Linked DNA regions of Columba livia: region 1 is linked to region 2. A link is a contact called in public Hi-C data. All regions are on one chromosome and are shown on one strand. Each heading gives the region's core, a stretch centred on a gene start, on an enhancer-like site or on the middle of the called end of the contact. The rest is flanking DNA. Distances are from core to core; before and after follow the strand shown. Region 1 overlaps RBM17 (RNA binding motif protein 17). Region 2 has its middle 99 kb from the start of PFKFB3.

Region 1 (5,227 bases), core at 2,386-4,885, 120 kb before region 2:
GTACAGAAAGTACTCCGTGAGGATAAAAGCAAAGAAAAAGTAAAGGTGTTTACTTACACCTTCATGGAAAAATTATAAAATGCCACTCGAAGTGTAGCAGCATAATTCACACTGCAAAGGTGTATCACAAATTAAAGCAAAGAGTTAACTCTGATGGTTTCTTATCCTAACTCACTGTGTCTCCTAGAAGGCGTAAAGACAGACATGAAGCCAGTGGGTTTTCAAGGAGACCTGATCCAGATTCTGACGAAGATGAAGATTATGAAAGGGAGAGACGAAAAAGAAGTAAGGGAGCTGTTTGGCTTTTCATGGGGAAAGAGGAGGAAGAGGGTGGGGGGACAATTCACAATCCTGTTCCTGTTTCACAGATTCTGTATTTCTCTGTTCTCAGCTGAGAAGCATGCTGGTATTTCTGAGCCTTTAGAGTAAACCTAGCATTTCATTACACCATAATGCAGAAAAGTGTTCTTTCCATGGAGACAGATGGCAGCTAAATTTTTTGTGGAAAGACCTCTTTTTATGTTATTTTGTACATACTTGTTTTAAGTTTCTGCATGGTGCAGGTTCCAGGGGTGAGATGTGAGATAAAATTAGGCTACGAGGATCACTGTTGGGTTTTCACTATTAAAACTTACTGTTCCTGCATTTGTCATTTGAATGCCCTTAGAACTAGTTAGAAGATGTGGATCTGGGTGGTGAGACATGTCTTTACATAAATTTATTCTCTTTCAGCAACAAAGTTACAGTAAATAATTTCTGATCAGGACATTTCAAATGTTTGCTCTGCTTTGGAAGTTTGGGACTACATTAGAATATTGCTCATTAAAATATGGATTAAAATATTCTTTCTACGCTACTGTTTTGAAAATGTAGTTGAACATAGTATCTTTTTCACTTGGTTTGAGTAGTTTTAAAACTGAAGATTTGTTTCACTATAGTCTTTAAATTTGAAATCCTGTGAAATATGTTTGTGATAGAGACAATATGTATAAATTGCAGTTTGATATTTTTCCCTTGGTGTGCTTTTTGTTCATTTCTAGTTCACCACTGTTGAAAATTCTCAGACTGCTCTCTTGCTGCTGTTCTGTTGATAGAGATATATGTTAAGAATTGGTTGTTAAGAACCCAGCAGCTGCGTTAATACTCAATGAAGCTATTTCAAGCAGCAGACCCTAATCATACGAGTGAATTATCTCCCATTTTTCCCATAGGTATGGGGGGCGCTGCTATTGCACCACCTACTTCTCTTGTTGAGAAGGACAAGGAACGTAAGTACACCCAAATCCCATTCTCTAAAACAGAGCGCTATTTATTTCTCTCTCAATCCTCTAATCAGTTAACGTGTCCTGTCACTCTTCCCATATGGTTCTTTCTGGCAGAAGAACCTGTGCTAGTTCTTTGACGGGAAGCTGTGGGGAACTTCTGATATTATTGTCCTGTTGTAACGATTCTTTCTGTATTGCTTGAGAAGTGGCCGAGCAAGCTGGTCTGTTATAATCATGTTCAGTCACTCATTTCTGATGTGAAAGAAGAAACGTTGCAGATTGGTTTCTCTGGGTAGGCTAGAAACCCACACATCACGGAGAAGGAGTTTTTCTATTACCCTTTGCTATAGGAGGTATCTTATTAATATCTTTTCTGAAGGGATTGTGCGCTACAAACTGAATTTTGTCAGTGTTTGAGGGGTACAATATTTGCTAAAGAGGTGTGAGGTGCGCACTAGGGTTTCCCTCGGTGAAGTTGGCTTGAAGTTGTCCACTAGGTGGCAAAATCTTCCTGTAAGAACAAAACTGTTCAATTTATTTATGTCTAACTGTCTTAAACATTAAAGATAATATAATAAACAGTATGTTGTGTACGTTTTTAAAAAAATAAAAAGGAAAAATAATCTTTTGCACACAAACTTTCCTTTGGGAGTCATGATTTTATTTATGAGAAGATTCAGATAAAAAAAAAATGAAGCTCGGTGGAGTAAGTGAATGATATAATAGTGAAAGCATTTGAAGTGTGTAAACATTAAAAACAGAAAGAGATTGTTTTGAGTAAATAATTAAGAGCAATTGAGCAGTGTCAAGGAAAAGTAAATATCGGCTGGAAATGGTAGAAATATCCTGAGGGGGAGAGCTTTCAAAATGTGACATGAACTCACAAGGAAACCTTTGTATGACTTGTTACTTGGTGCTCAAAGCTGGGGCTGGAAAAACCTGAGAAAACATTGCTGGAGCAGAAGCCCCGTAGTCCAGACCATCTGCCGCTTAAATGAGGATTCTATTTTCCTCATGTGACATCCTCAGACTTCATTTTATTTGCTAAGATACAAGCACTAGTTCTCAAGAAAATGATGTAAAATGAAGTCAGAGTCCATAAATACATTCAAAAGTTGTCTTCAGTGTTCTGTAGGCTTTTTTGTGTGTTTTGCCGCTTGACAGTGGAAGGTAGCTCAGTAGTCTGATCAGTACTGTATATACTTACACATACGTATGTTTGTCTCCTGGGAAAGCTTTCAGTTCAGAAATTGTCAGTGAGATCTCTTAAGATTTTATGCTTTGCTTTGAATTGCATTCATTCTTTTTAAGAGACTGATTTCTCTTTTGTGTAAGTGTACAGTGTAGTTTTCTTTACAGCCCTCAGGCACCAAGCTGTGTGCATTGATCCATTTTTGTCATAATTTAGTTCCTGACGAACGGGACTTGCTTGTCTTCTGTCTGGATAAACTCATTGTAGTGTAGGTGGCCTCTTAATGTTTCTTTTCTCCATTTGATAAGAGGTTAAAAAATGCATTATAGACCTATGGGTATAAACTCATCGTATATCCTATAAGAACAATCCAGAATAACAACTCAAATCTTGTTTCTGAGAGAGGGACAGATGAGGGGATGTTAAAGCAGCATGTGCAGAGGAACATTTTTCTGATTTGCATTTATGTGGAAGACTTTTCTTTAGTAGTTTGTTAGTATTAAAGCAGAAAAAACTACAACTTGCATATGAAGAGCTGTCTGTAAATGTGTTAGATTGAAGGCATAATATTCTAGTGTTCATAACAAGTAGGTAGTTCATGCAAAGTATTTGATTGAAAAAGCAAATGTCTCTGTTTTCTTCAGCTGTAGCATCATTTCCATATGAAGAGGAATCAAGACCTCGGGCACCATCTTCCAAAGCAGCTATTCCTCCTCCTGTGTATGATGAGCCAGAAAGACCTCGTTCCCCTACAGGACCAAGCAACTCTTTCCTTGCTAACATGGGGTAAATGTTTGAATTTATGCACATTTAGTGGAAAAAGGTGGTGGAAACCAAAAGTTAAAATAGTTTGTCAATAGAGAACACAACCCATTGCATGTATGTAGTTAGTCTGAGTGCATGCTGTCAGGAGACAGAAAAATCAGTGGATTGACGCCATTGAGAGATTCATTTGAGGTGGTTGCATTCAAGGCTGTGCTTTTAAGCAAGTTCTGAAGCCACGTTCCAGTGTGAAGTGTTGGTGGCTTTTACAAGCCAAGCTAGTGTGTATACAGGAAAATACGGATGGAACCTTAGTTCCTTTGGTTTTCTTTGTCTTAAATTTTCTAGGTACTAGTGGTCAAATAATATCAGTTCTGCTTTATTTGTTCAAAAATTCAAAGCATACTCGCATGAGTGTAGCAGACACGGCTGCAAATCTGTCCATTTACTTTTCTGCCTTGGATTAGCATTGTGTGCCATTCTTGTGTTACTACTGAGGCAACAAAATGAAGTCAAATTTATAATTAGCGACCTCATTTGAGACGTTTAGTGGTTAGGTATGGTCCTTATCAGTCGCAGTGGGTGTTGTGGAAATGCAGCCTCGGTGTACTCAAAACTATATCCAGGAGGAAAACAGACATAAAAATGTGGGGTTTTACATTATTACAGTTCATTTATGTTTTGGAGACAATTTTTCATGCTTTTTTTTTTTAATAGAAATGCCTTTTTTTTCTTTTTTACATTGTCAAGAAAAAGGATGACCAGACTCAGTACTGTTGGATCAGTTTATGTGTTGTTCCCTTGTCTAGTTAGCAGTACCCTGGGGCCTTCAGTTCACTGGAGGAAGTGCTAAAAATATGACTTGACCTGCCTTACATTGACCAGCACAATTGGCTACTGTTTATTCTGTGATTTAGTGTTTTAACTTTTCAATGTTATGTAGCCAGAATTTTGGCCTTTTTTAATTTGTCTTTGTGTGTTTCATATAGTATGCTTAGAAAATAGTCTTGTAGTCACTGATCCTGCATTTTCTATGTAATTTTACATGCCTCTTGGTAAAATAGCGGTCACTGAACGTAGAATATTTACTGCGGTGTAAACTATTATACCATGGCATGTCTTTTGTGTCTTGGCCTATTGAACTATAGTTTCCAAAGAAATACCAGCACGTTTCTATCTATTAGTTTAGTGGGAATTTTAAAACCTGTCAGTGGAGGTGCTTTTTGTAAGGTACTTACTTTAAAATAGTTTAGGGATTGTATTGCCTCAGTACATTTTTGAAAATTCAGACAGATGAGATGCTTAAATAAATACTGAGGATATCCAGATTTGTTACAGGAAGGGGAAGCAAAGCCATTTACTCCAGAGCTTACGCCAACTTTGAACTAGTAGATAGTGGGAAGTAGATCATCCCACATCTGCCTTTTCTCTCAAGCTCTTGATACCAGCCACTGGCAAAGATAAGAAACTGGACTAAATAGACGCTTTATCTAATCTGGTTTGTGATTTACTGTCAGCAGCCTGATCTGGTTGAAGATGTTCCTGCCCATGGCAGAGGGGTTGGACTAGATGATCTCGAAAGGTCCCTTCCAACCCAAACCGTTCCATAGAGTGTATGATGCTGACTTGCACTGCAAATAGAAGTTGGGTTTTATTTGGAAAAGTGTGAACAATTTTATTTAGCCAACTTCTCTGGCAGCTTTTCTGTCTGTAATTCAGGGTAACACTTTTCATGTTCACAGGGTGCTGTGAAATTGCTGGGTTGTCAAGTCGTGTAGAAACATGTTTTCAGTCTCTGCGTAATGAGATTTTAGGAGGCAGAGTAAATGAGCACTCGGGAGAAATGCAATGTTAATGTTTTGTCTAAGAAACCTTTACTGATGCTTTTTGTCTTTGCAGAGGGACAGTAGCTCATAAAATCATGCAGAAGTATGGTTTCAGAGAGGGCCAGGGGCTGGGGAAGCATGAACAGGGGCTGAGCACAGCACTGTCTGTAGAGAAAACAAGC
Region 2 (5,194 bases), core at 528-3,027:
AGTCATCTACCTTTTACAGAAGCATGCATTGCTCATCAACTCCAGTGGTAGTACAAAGGGCTCTCTATTTTCTGTAGGTATTTTTACAGCTCCTGTTACAGCACTATCTTGACTCTTTACAACCTTTATTGTACCTCCCTCACAACTCTTCAGGCAAGACATCACAGTTATTCCCATTTGACCACTGGGAAAATTGGAGTGCACAATGTTTTGAATTCAACAAGGCACAAATGTCACCACAGGACTCCAAGAAGCACCCCCAATACTGCTCAAATGCTTCCTTGATGTTGAAGGTAACTAAGAGCAAAGCACCATGATTGGTGCTCAGTGGGTTAAGAAGCACCATTCACTTGACGCTTTGAAGATGCCCATTGCACTGGTTGGAAACCACCTCCCCAGATGGGACATGGTTTAGTGACAGAGTTGGGTTAATGGTTGGGTTTGATGATCTGGTGGGTCTCTTCAAACCTAAATGATTCTATGATTCTATGAAAAGTTGCTGTTAGCTACTGGGAAGTGAGAGCAGAAGGTCTCCCCTGAGCTTTACCCAAACTGAACTGCTTCAGGCAGATTTCCTCAAGCAGTTACAGAAACAGCTTCTGGCAGTGTCTTAAACCTACTGCAGAAAGACAAACAAAAGAAAAACCATTATTTTGCACTTTGCCTTTTTATCCTTCACTCATCAATCACCCCAATCTGTCTGAGCTGGACTTCCTATGCTATAGGAGGAGCAAGTCCCTAAAGATCTTCATTTTGCTTAGTGAATAGATGTCCTCTAGGTACATCCCTAGGGCTTTCTGATTTATTCTGCATATGCCTCGCAGGCATAAAATGATTTTTTGACAGAAAAAAACATAGTCTTTCTGCTTGTGTTTGCAAGTGTAATCCTTTGTGAAGAAAAACCACTTGTCAGGACACATTGATATGAGACTGACAGCTCTGTCAGTAAAATATGGCGGCAGGGCCAAAGCTCAGGAGCTGAAGATAGGGTTGTTCCCCCTGAATTTTGATCTAACAGCTGGCAGTAAAGCAAGCTATCAATGACTGGCGATCATCTGTATTTTCTAAAAACATCGCTTTTAGCTCCCTGGTGCATTCTTTTGTGTTGGTTTGAAGAGATCTGCTTGGATCTTCAGAAATTTGTCCAGTAGTTCCTCTGCTTTCTCTGTGTAGAAGCTGGTGGACCGTATGTATCGAGATTGCTTCACGTTATTCCCAGCACACATCACAGCATGGTACAGGAGTGGTCGTGGTAGGAAGGGCCAAAGGGTTGTCTGAGTACTCCATCAATAACAGGGCTGGAGTACCAGTGATAATCACTCCCCATTCACCTCTTTCAGGCCACTCAGATTATTCTAAATGTCTTATTCCACTTGCAATACTCCATTTCTGGCTAAAATGCTTAATTTCTTAGACATGTAAGGTCAGATCCATATCTCAGCCCTCCTTATCACTCTTCTCTGTATTTCTTCTGGTTTTGCTTGTCTTTTTGGGAGAACAAGAATTGTGCTTCATATCCAAGACGTGGAGAAGTGCCTAGATGTCTGTGTCTATGGTACTCTAACCTTTCTGATTACATGCTGAATTTTATTTCCATTTTCCCAACGTCCTTCTTCACCACCTACCTTGTTTTGTCCTCACATTGCTCCCTGGTATCTCCGGGCTGTCATTGGGGAAGGAGAGATGGGTAGTTTCTGGTATACACCCTTCTCAGGCCTTTTTACCCCTAGAAAGAGCAGCAGCACTGGGTAAAGTCTCCTAGAGTTAAGTCAACACCTTTCTGGTGGCATCATGGGGAGCAGGATGACCCCGTAAATCGATTTCACTGTCCTCTCAACAGAAGGTCACCGACTGGAGAGCTGTCTTGGCAAAACCCATTCATTTTAAAGACTAATAAACAAGCCCTCTTGGATGCGGGCTGGTTTACACTTGGACTGGAAGAGAGAAGAAAGATTTCTGTCCAAGCCCTGCAGCGATCCCACAGTTGATAAACCCACTCTTTTCCTTTCCTCTCCTTCCCTCACCTCCCAGGGGTATGACTCAAGTATTTATGATGCAAATCCTTCTTGGGTCAAAAGCAGGTCAGAAAAAGCTGTGCAGGCAGGATAAGGCATCCTCTGTTCCACTAGGGCACATGCTGCAACACAAAAAAACGCTGCCCGTGCCCCATAAGTGCTCTGTTCTCACCCTCCTCCTCCTCCGTCTCGAGCCATGTCCTGCCCCATGAAGATTTTTGGCTTTCTGAAGTCACAAAGGCTGAAACGATCAATGTCAGACTCATCTGCAGAACAACCCTGGGCCTGTGTTTCTAAAAATGGATGGGGTTATATAATTTTTTTGGGGGGAAGTAACAGATGGAAAAACACCATTGGAATCTAATGCTGTGCTCACCAACCATGGCTCATGGCAGAGAGGTTTCTCAGGAAATACACAAACAGCCCTCTCTGATAACATGTATTTGGTGGAAATGGTTTTTGGAAGATAAAACTTGATCCTTGGCTTCCCGAGGCACAGTTCCTTGTGCAGAATGTGGGCCAGGCCGAGACTTTGCTTTGGCTCCTTGTTGACCTGCCTAAAAGCCTCTTGAAATCACTGGGGGTTGTTTTGTACCCTTATTCTTTGCCTTTGTCAACTGAGTGTTGCTCCTTGGCAGGGAGCAGTCTGAGCATCCCTTTTCTGTCTCTCTTGGCTGCCACAGCAGTCCCAGTGATTAAATGAAGACCCTTTGCTGTGTGAATGGTGCTGTGGGCTCTAGAAGACATGCTGGCTCAGCTTTCATTGAAGCTTGAACCTGGAGAAAGTCCTCCAGATCCATGCCAGCCTCCCTGCCTTCACGACACAGCCTGAGCGCATCCCTGCATTTTTCATGTTTCTGCCTGCATGGGGGATGACGGTATCTTATTAACTAATCGGTCCTCATGACAGTCCTGTGCTGCGTCTGTTCCAGGTCACGGGGGAGGGGAAAAGCCGATTTCTGTCATCGCCTGGGGAGTTAATGGCAAATGGGGAATGCAGATCCACCCTCCTCAGCTGGCAGCCAGCCAGCCCTCTCATGTCTGTCCATGGTGCCTCCAGAGATCCCTCAATACTCGTAACAAGGTCACTTACGAATGCTCATTATGCTCTGCCCTCTGCACAGATTATCCAGGAAATACAAGTGGGCTCTGAGCATCATAGTAGTATATTTATACATTAGTTATGCTTTTAACCTTGGTCACCAGCAGTCTCCTGGTCTGTAAGTATTGATTCTATTTATACACTGGCTGTCATGCTAAGCAGTGTTGTACTGACCCAGCTGCCCTCCTTACTGGAGATAATGATTAGATAATCTAACTTATCATCTTGCTTCCTGCTTTTAAGACTCAGAAACGTATTTAAACACTGGCAGCTGGAAGGGCAGGGTTAGTTGTCACCCTCACTGATGCTTTAAGAACAAGTTTGTAGGTAACCTAAGAAACCTAAATCCAGTTTGTAGTTAACCCAATAAATCCAAATCCTTCCTTTCCTGTTTGTTTTCTGCTGAGCAATAGCTGACACAGGTCACGCTGCTTTGTGAACAAAGGAGGCCACACTCAGTAGAGACGAAAGATGATTCCTGAGATTGTAAAGTCACCTCTGGACCAAATTCAACTCTTGATGTCAGTGGAAAAACATTTCCAGCCTGGACTGCACATGACACTGCCCTGCACTAAAGTGACCCATAAGCCTGGGTCTAAATGAGCCTGGAATTGCACTGGTTGCTTACAAAAATGTGATATGGAAATAATATGTAAAACCTTGTGGAACTGATTTAAATAATTCTTTTCAGAGGTAGGTCTAGCAGGGGAAATTCACCTTCCATTACAAGTAGCTGCTTCTGTCAGTTTGCTTCATTTGCAGTTATCCTTCCTTGCCCAGCAAAACACTGACCCATCCTTGAAGAGCAGCTCATCCCATGCATAGAGAAGAAAGGTGTTTTTGGGGAGAAGAAATTGAAGACCTAGTCCTGGTGTGTAAGGAAGCCAAATTATAGTTTCCCAAACATCAGTCATCTGTCAGCTTACAACACTTTACCATCACAACCTGAAAGTTCACTTATCTGATGAAAAACATAAGAAAGTAATTCATGCCTAGTTGTGCAGGCACAGATTAACTTGGAGCACTCATGGCCTTTATAAAGAAAAGGATAACCATGTGCAATTCAGTGGATGTATTTCTATTAAAATTTGTGTGCCTGCAACTATCTGGGTTAGAACACGCACAGACTTACTGTAATTCCTCTCTAAATGAGGTAATATGAAACAGTACAACAAACATTACTAATGTTCCTGCATCATACTGGGTTGTCAGATAGATCCAGGGGCTTTAATGCAATGTTATGTATATATATATATTTATAGAGTTGCCCATACTTCCTTAACTAGGAGATACAAATGCTCATCAGAGACAAAGCAGAAAATGCCAACAAAGGCAGATCATGCTTCTGCTCACATTGAGGCGTCCACTGCTGACAAGATACAGCTGCATCAGCTGTTTCTTTCGAGGTTGTATTTGTCTCTGTTAAATCCTATTGATTAACAGTAAATTGTCTAGAGTGATGTCATTTTCCAGGGGAGGCGGAGGCATAAGGTTGGAGGGTTGGGTTTATACCTATGCTGCTGGCTCTGTGGGGGACCATTCTCACAGCACGAAGTATCACTGCCTGGACTGGAAAAACTCATCATCTCAGACAGGTTTGAAATCATTGAATCATAGAATAGTTTGGGCTGGAAGGGACCTTCAAAGCTCATCCAGTGCCACCCCTGCCATGAGCAAGGACATCTTCACCAGCTCAGGTTGCTCAGAGCCCTGTCCAGCCTGGCCTGGGATGTCTCCAGGAATGGTTCATCCACCACCTCTCTGGGCAACCTGGGACAGTGTTTCACCACTTCCATTGTAAAAGGTTTCTTCCTCATGTCTGGCCTGAATCTCCCCTCTTTTAGTTTAAAACCATCACCCCTTATCTTATTGTAACAGGCCCTGCTCAAAAGTCTGTCCCCGTCTTTCTTACAGGCCCCTTTTTAGTAATGAAAGGCCACACTAAGGTCTCCCCAGAGCCTTCTCTTCTCCAGGTTGAACACCCCAACTCTCTCAGCATTTCCTCACAGCAGAGCTGTTTCATCCCTTTGATCATTTTTCGTGGCTCCTCTGGTCCCTCTCCAACAGGTCCATGTCT

What was found. Hi-C and Micro-C count contacts between places; a contact is called where the count stands out from the background.
Region 1: a contact with region 2 is called in a Hi-C map of liver, with 3 times the contacts expected there. The contact joins two enhancer-like sites. A contact is called at or near these places in 2 of 2 Hi-C or Micro-C datasets (crop and liver).

What each region holds. Positions count from the first base shown.
Region 1 is chr1:207,814,314-207,819,540 of bColLiv1.pat.W.v2, reverse strand. RBM17 (RNA binding motif protein 17) reads left to right here. Exons shown (of 12, transcript XM_065049304.1): 5 at 191-285; 6 at 1,212-1,268; 7 at 3,102-3,243; 8 at 5,119-5,227. Among named protein-coding and RNA genes, the nearest start is that of RBM17, 9.1 kb to the left of the region's middle. Within about 2 kb of position 3,635, at least 1 of the 3 cell types and tissues checked has an H3K27ac peak away from gene starts, as active enhancers do.
Region 2 is chr1:207,695,959-207,701,152 of bColLiv1.pat.W.v2, reverse strand. No RefSeq gene overlaps it. Among named protein-coding and RNA genes, the nearest start is that of PFKFB3, 99 kb to the left of the region's middle. Within about 2 kb of position 1,777, at least 1 of the 3 cell types and tissues checked has an H3K27ac peak away from gene starts, as active enhancers do.